2 separate regions of the Zea mays genome follow, and region 2 is linked to region 1. The links are chromatin contacts, called in public Hi-C maps. All regions are on one chromosome and are shown on one strand. Each heading gives the region's core, a stretch centred on a gene start, on an enhancer-like site or on the middle of the called end of the contact. The rest is flanking DNA. Distances are from core to core; before and after follow the strand shown.

What was found. Hi-C and Micro-C count contacts between places; a contact is called where the count stands out from the background.
Region 2: a contact with region 1 is called in a Hi-C map of leaf, with 7 times the contacts expected there. The contact joins the enhancer-like site here to the promoter of LOC100281480 in region 1. A contact is called at or near these places in 13 of 25 Hi-C or Micro-C datasets (bundle sheath, ear, endosperm and 4 more) and 1 of 3 datasets of contacts at active chromatin or transcription factors (leaf).

The regions. Positions count from the first base shown.
Region 1 is chr1:223,321,638-223,325,580 of Zm-B73-REFERENCE-NAM-5.0, reverse strand. It overlaps LOC100281480 (protein kinase), which reads left to right and starts at 1,779. Exons shown (of 4, transcript NM_001154398.1): 1 at 1,779-2,113; 2 at 2,695-3,943. The coding sequence starts at 3,014.
Region 2 is chr1:223,384,761-223,388,703 of Zm-B73-REFERENCE-NAM-5.0, reverse strand. No RefSeq gene overlaps it. Among protein-coding and RNA genes, the nearest start is that of LOC100281480, 63 kb to the right of the region's middle. Within about 2 kb of position 1,858, at least 19 of the 20 cell types and tissues checked have an H3K27ac peak or open chromatin away from gene starts, as enhancers often do. A contact at or near this core is called in bundle sheath, ear, endosperm and 4 more, where this site is marked.

The DNA.
Region 1 (3,943 bases), core at 530-3,029:
GCGCGGGTCTCTGGTGGCGTGGGCAGAGCGCGAGAGAGGGCGGAGCTGTGCAAAATGAGGCGGGGGAGTGAGTGCGGGCTCTGGCGGGGCTCTAAGAGGGAGTTGGGGGCGCGTGGGTGGCGTCATGGCCGAGAATTCCGGCGACATGCGCGAGTGCGCACGCGCCGGTCCACGGCGAGGGCGAGGAGGGCGGAACTGACAGGGAGGGTCCACGACGCAGAGAGAGAAGGGGCGCATGGGACAACGGCTCAGCGCCTGGCAGAACGGGCCCGCGAGACAGAGAGAGAAGAGGGACGCGCGCGGGCGAAGCAACTGGCGCCGACAGGTCGGCTCCACTGGGCAGCGAGCGAGAGGAAGGGAAGGGAGCGCGGGACAGACTGCCGCTGACAGGCGGGACCCGCCTATCAGGGGCGGCTGGCGCGCGGCCTGGCTGGGCTGGTTTGGGCTGCTTTCCCTTTTTCTTTTTCTCTGGATTTTCTAATTCCTTTTCTATTTCTTTTCTATAGGGTTTTCAATTCCAAAATCAAATTAGGTTTCAAATTCAAATAAATTCAAACATGTGCAACACTTCAAAGAATATTTTAAGCTCAGCATGATGCAAATGTCATGATTCATAATGTTTTGGCAAAAATAAATAATTAAATCCCCCTAACTTTAAGCTAATTCTACTAAAAAGGAAGAGAGAGGGAGAGACAATCTATAGATAGATAGAAACTAGAGAGAGAAGAGTAACACATGAATTTGGGTGATAATTAGAAAGAAAATTTATATCCCCAAATTCAAGGTGATACACTTAACCCAGAGGTTCTTTCGAGGTAGGCTTACAAAAAAGAAGATGCATCTTGTTGATATGAGTACTATATTAATTATATTAAGCCTTAGGCTAGGATATTACCATCCACTAGGGGTCAGGATATCACATGGAGACAACATCGTCATTTGTTTCGAAGCATCAGTAGACACGATGGCCTCCTTCGTTTCCAGATTAACTGCTTCGTGGAAAAGAGAGAGAGAAAATAGATACACATGGTAACATGTGGGGTCCACATGTCAAATATGATCCTGTTTAGACCTAATTGAGACCCGAACAACGATTATGGACCCAACGGACACACTTTCAAAGTTTGTGGATCAGGATGACATATGACGATAAGTTTAAGTACCGAAAATGTATTTTACTGTTTTGAGGATCTTGGGGACATTACGATCTTGAGCGACATTACGCCAACAAACTACTTTATGTCTTGCCGTGTTCCCACAACCTCTAAAATAAAGCGAAAGATCTCCAAAAGTCTGGCAGCAAACGGATCCAGTAACACCGCAGCTTCCCGTAATAGAATAGGCTATGACCATGGACCGTGCCTGCGACTCGCGGCACCCAGCCATACGGGGACACTATCCTTCACATGCACGAGGTCCACATGGATCTGAGATGGTACCACTAGCAGGGTAGCAGCCCACGCTACGAAATACATGAGAAGACCTGTCTCGCTTCTCACGCACCTCCGCCGGCCCACCCCCCTCACAAAAAGAAGCACCATACGTACATGCTTAATTAATCTAAAAAAAGTCGTATCCAATAATTGACCGTATAATATTCGTTGAATCGGTGACTTCGCACGTAAACTTCGATCTCGATCTAACTTTAGTGTAGGAATAGTATTTTAAAATTTAAAAAAAGTATTCGGATGACTCCCATCGTGTCACGTCAGGCCACATAGCACGCACAAAGCCGGCAGGATTGGTGCTCATGCGGGACTAGGACGGCGACGGGGACGCCGGCCTCCCCCAGCACCTGCCCGCACCGAAGGCCGAAGCCGCTGGATTCGCCAAAGCAATAAAAACCTTTGGCGGCCTCTCCATCGCAACATTTTTCTCATCCTCCTCCTCCCCCCCGCGCCGCGCGAACTCCGCTTCCAGGTTTCCGGCGTCGCCTGGCCGCCTTCCTTACCGGCGCGCAGCTTTGGATCCGTACCGTCGTCCCTCCTTCCGTCGGCCGCCTTTTATTGCACAGCACACCCACGTTGATGCGCGTTCCTCCCACTTTCGTGGCTGCCTTGCTTGCCTGGTGCCTGCTCGTTCGCGGCTGGCGTCGTCCGCTCCTCACGATCGGGTAAGCGGCGGCGACGCCTCTCGCTCGTCTATGTTGATGATTGTGAGGAAGGGTCGTCTTTGTTGAATGTTGATGATTGTGAGGAGGGGGCGAAGGCCAATTCCTGTTTGGATTTGGGCACCGGTTGGTTGGTTACGTTTTGCGTCGCGTCGTCAGGGACGACGGGGTGTGTGTGTGTAACTGTGTATAGTGGGATTTGAATTCCGGCTCCGCGTCATGCTTCCCGCAGATTCGCGTTTCTCGCGTGCCCGTACCGCCCTGCCGCGCCGCTCGCCCGCCCGCCCTTTTCTTTTTCTTGACCTTTCTCTATTTCCACATTATGCTATGGTGATGCTTCCCGCACGTCTCTGTTTTTTTCCACGCCGAAGTCCGGATCCGGCACGGTTCGTCGCGCTTCGATCCGAAACTCCTCTGTTCGTAGACGTAGCTTGTGGCTTTTGACCGTTTTTCTTTTCTGGCGACTTCAATTTCAAATAAGAATTCATCTACGTTTCTTTCTTTCTCGTTGACCAAGCGTATTGATCTCTGACGTCTGCTGCCTCTGCTTTCGAATTGGTTTGTTTCATTCATCGAATCTGCAGAGCTATCGAGCGGGGCAGAAGGTTCGGTTCGGGGTCCTTCTTCAACAAGGAAAGGGAGCAGCACTACCAAATGTGGCGCTTGTTTAATGACCTGTGGGATGTGCTAGGATCCGGATTCCTCTCGTCCAGATTTCTCTGATCCAGCTGTATCGGGAATACGGGACCATCTCGTTGGTGGCAGCGAAGCAGACATCCACCAAGACCAAGGCACCAATCCGCCTCCTGCGCGCGCTCCATCGCTCTTATCGTTGACGACACGAGCGGCTGCCAATTCCTGGGCTCGCCATTGGTTGGTGGCCTCGGGATCTGAGAGAGGAAGATGGACGACGAGGATTACTCGTGGGTGCGGCGGACGCGCTTCTCCCACTCCGTCGTCCGCTCCAATTCCGGGAGGGAGCAGTTCGGCGCATTCGTCGAGCAGTTCAACCGTGGGGCCGCGCTCAGGCAGAAGGGCTCCGCCTCGGGGTTCAAGCTCCATGGCCTCAACATGGAGCCAGGGACGAGGTTGTCCACATCGTCCCTTCCGACGACGAGCTCGTTCTGCGCCCAGCCCAAGCCCAAGCCTAAGGACATGTCATCTTCAGACGCCAAGCCGGGGCAGCACGCCAAGGCAGTCAGCGATCGCCCGTCGTCGCAAGAGGCATCGGCGAGGAAGGAGGACGATGCCAAGGCTTCAAACGGAAAGAAAGGAATTGGCAAACTCAGCGTGGCCGTACCTCGGGTACCCGCGGTTCAGAGCGCGGAGGTTGAGAGCCCGGGAGCACTCGAGTTCTCCTTCCACCCTGACGAGCAGAGCCTGAAGCTGCAGAGAGCGTGCTCAAGCCCTGCCCCGTTCCCGCGGAAGAAAACGCCCGGCGATGATGCCCTCACGCGCAGCTCGTCGCTAAGTGTGCTCGGCGAGGCGCCCAAGACGAAGCAGAGGGCGAGGTCTCCCCTCCCGTCTCGCCACGTTGCTGAAGTGTTTCAAGAGGCCAAATCAGCCACCAAGAGGTTCTCCACTCCGCCGCCGCCCCGGAGATCCGCGTCTTCTCTAGAGCTGAATGGTTGTCCTCCAGCGCCGGTGACGGTGAGGGCACCGGGCAAGCTGAAGAATAGGAAGGAGGGCCATGCCAACGGGAGGATGAAGGTTGCTGCAACTGCACTGGAGGTACTCGAGAAATGGTCCGTCGATCGCTCCCAGCTGCTCATTGGGCACAGATTCGCGTCCGGGGCTCACAGCCGGTTGTTCCACGGAATCTACAAAGAGCAG
Region 2 (3,943 bases), core at 609-3,108, 63 kb before region 1:
TCATTGTACTAAACTTGTAGAGAAACATGTGGAGCACCAATTTGATTAAGCCACTTGGCCTTAGAAGCATTTGGAACTAGGAGAAAAAGGTGACCAAAGAGGGGCTGTCAGACTTCTGAATTTTCAGATTGGGAATCGTGTTTCAATATGAAATCAGTATTTTTAGTGCAGTTTTGGAGCTGTGTAGTGCCTGTTCTAGGTAGTTTTGGACTAAAGTTCATGTAGCAAGTTTTAATAATATATGTTAGTGAACAAATTCCTTTAAGTGAGTTGGGCTTGATCACACACAAAAAGTGGAGTCAAAGCTGCCCAAAAATGGACTGTCAGTTTGCACTGACTGAACTTTTCTTCAGTTAACAGATAACTGAATTTCAGTGATTGGTGCCCTTTTTAGATCACTATTGTGACCATTTTATTATGTTTTAGACTATGAAACATCTAGTAGAGTTAGAGACTAAGTATATAGGAACAAGTTTCATGGAGAAAGGGAGACTTGGTGTTACATAGAACTGGGAGTAAATTACACCCAAACATCGCCTGTCAGAGTGACCATGACTGAATTTTATTTAGTTAACTGAAACTTAAACTTCAGTGTTTGTTACCCAGTTTGGGGCACTCTAGCGACCATTCCATCAGGTTTTAGATTTATAGTTGGAGAATAACTTTGGTTAATAAGGTTGGGTCTATTGCCATGGGGAATTATGAGATAACAGGGACTGAACAAAGGGGAGGGGAATGGAGCAGTAGTGCTGTTTCAGTCAACTTCAGAGTTTGGTTTGAGAAACTGAACAAGATCCTCTCTCTGCTGTACTCCACCCATGTGCTCGAGTTGGGATACATCCCTGAAGATCTGGGGTCTCTCTATACTGCAAAAATATCAAGGCTTGGACTGGCTTGGGAGTTTTGGGCAGTGAAGTACTTATTTATTGTGCTTATTAGCTGCAGAAATGGACAAGGGTAGATATTTGTGTTGAGTTGTGAGCTGGTGTGGTGAGGATGCTTGTTTGCCATGTGTATCAGCCATGCAGCGCTGGCAACTTGAGAGTTATCTCCACCATGTGCTGAACAAATTCTTGTTCATTGCTTTAGGGCACGGTCCAGTGAGGGAATCCCTGCTCTCGAGCTCTAGCTTGTAATCATCGAGTGAGTGAAGAAGTGCTGGTGTTCAAGTTTGGGTAGTTCCCCTTCCAATCACCAAGCTGGGTCTGCCCCAAAGCCTTGCACGCCAGCTCTCGAGTTGGTGACTACACCCACCGAGACCCCTACCTCGCCGTGGCCAGAACGTTCCAGAGAATTGCACGCCCGTATAGTTCTCGTCCCGTGATCTTCAGAGGTCAGTGAAGCTCTCTAGATTCGTTGTTCGAGCTCTACTGTTGAATGTGGTAGTGAACATAGCCGCGCCTCCATGGATTTGCGCTGGGAACAGCCTCTGGGCCAACCCGGTAACTCGTGTTGTCTCCAGTTATTTTCGCGTAAGCACAGTGGTCGTGGTAGATCAGTGATACTCTCCATGCCCTTGGTCAGAGTTGTACCGCACGGTGGCCGCGAGATTGAACTCGCCGGACTAGCTCTTCCGCCGCCGTCGTCGGTCACCCGGGTCCAGAGCCTCCGCGGTTGAATTGAACACGTGGATGAGTTTGCTTTGGTTCATAGAGTGTGTTGATGCCGTGGCCGTTGACTATGTCGGGCCGCCGTGGACGATCCGGCGTGGGCTCACCGGAGCTCTCCGCGGCGGAGTCGTGGCTGAGGTTATGTGAAAGGAGGAAAGCCGAAGGGCTTATTTGTTGCTGTTAGTGACCCGGGTTAACAGTGGCCAGGTCTCTGGTGTGGTTCAGCAAAGCGGCGGGGATCTTTGCGCAAAACAGCCAGCTCGGGCGCGGGCCAATGGCCGTAGGCCGGCTTGCCTGTACATGGGCCGTGTAAGGCCCTGTTCGTTTACATCGGATTGCACCCGGAATTATTCCGGCTAATCAAAGTTTATATAAATTATAGAAGCAATCCGGCTTGGAATCGTTCCGACCCACCAATCCGACACAAACGAACAAGGCCTAAACTAGTTTGGGTCCAGTACTGTATATGATTTAGCTTTTTCTTTTATCTGGAAGATTGGAAATTAAGCCAAAAATCGAATAAAAATGATAAAATCGTAGGACCAATTTTATTAGGTTTCTAAAATCAAGGGATTTCTGGTAGAAACATTCTTGGATTTTTTTAGCAAATAGATGTTTTTAGGTGAATAAAAGGTGACTTAAAATGTTTATCTGGAATTTTAGTAATAAAATTAGAGCACTAGAAATTATTAGAAAAATTGTGTGAGCTTGAGCTATGATGAGTCATTTATGTAATCCCTGTGTACGTGAATTTTTGATCCTAACACGTACATGGTTCACATTCGGTTTACCTTCAAAAATAGGGTGTGACACAAGTGGTATCAAAGCCTTGTTGACTGTAGGACCGCTATCCTAGAGTAGCATTGGCCGTTTTAAGAACTTATTGATTATTACTCCACCTCATCCTTAATGCTGCTTCAAAATATTAGTCACCTCGACTAATTCTATGTCATGCTTCTATATATCCCCTTGCTTAATGTATTTTATTCTAGTATTGTCTATGTTTTACCTATTCATTCTATTAGATCTGATCTCACTCTTATGCTTGCAACATCTTTGTAGATGACCCCTGGCCATAGCCTTTAGTCTTTTGGGATTCTTTCCTCTTCCATTATTAAATTGCTACCATTTGACCATCTCTATTCCCTGGTTATTGACATGCTCGTACTCTTAGACTCTTCAATACTTTTGTTTCAAATACTTACATCTGAATTTTTACTACCTACTTAAACATTTCAATCTATATGTCCACAAACTTCTTGTCTTCTGAGATCCCTTCCTATTCCATTGTTAAGTCGTTATCCTTGGGCTTTTTCTATTCCCTTGTCTTGGTATGCCCGTATCCTTGGAATTTTGCATACTCATGTATTCTTATGTATGCTAACTTTTATACCCCAATGACTGTTGAAGACATTTTAGTTAACATGTCCTTGACCACCATTGTTTCTTAATGATCCATGAGCGGTCATTTTATTTTGCACATATGTGGTAATCTTGTTGTTTCCTTGGATCTTCATTCGGTAATGAATTCTTACTTCAACTCTTATGTCGGAACCTCACTTATCTTATCCTTGATTGTTTTCTCCACTTCGTCACTTTGCGAGTCTTGCCTTAACTCTGTCCATGGATTATGTTTTTCATCATTATCACCTTTACCCTTATCACCTCTATATCTTACCTTGATGTTTATCTTATACCGGCCCTTTAAAATCTCCTCTTTTCATATCAATCTGAGCATTGTACTTTACCTATTTTTCCCTTGGCCGTATTATTTTCCTTGTCGCTTGCGAGTTTTTAACTCCATCCTTTGTTGTGCTCTGGTTGGGTATTACCTTTACCTTTCTCATCTCTCGATCTTACCTTGATAATTACACTTTGTCCGTTCTCTAAAATCACCAATCTCCTATCTCAATTTGAGAGCGATGTTTTACTTACCTCACCCTTAGCTGCATCCTCTTCTTTACCGCGTGTAAGCTTGGACGCAACTCCATTCTTTGTTGTACTCATACCATTGGCTCTCCCATGCCTTCATTTCTCTCATACCCTTGTCCGTTATCGCCTTTGACCCTTGCGATATTGAGGTACGCTACCCAAATGCTTGCCTTGAACTTATCCTTTAAAAGCCTCCCCTTTCTTTCAACCCAGTTCGAGAGTTGCGACTCCCTTGATTTCTTTTCACTTCTTGTCACCTTACAAGTTTTGTGTTAATTCCATCCCTTGCAGTGTTTTTATTTGCTATCACCCTCACCTTGTCGTCCATCGATCTTGCCTTGATACTCATCTCTATTCCTACTCTTTAAAAATCTCCTCTCTTCCACCTCAATTTGAGAGTG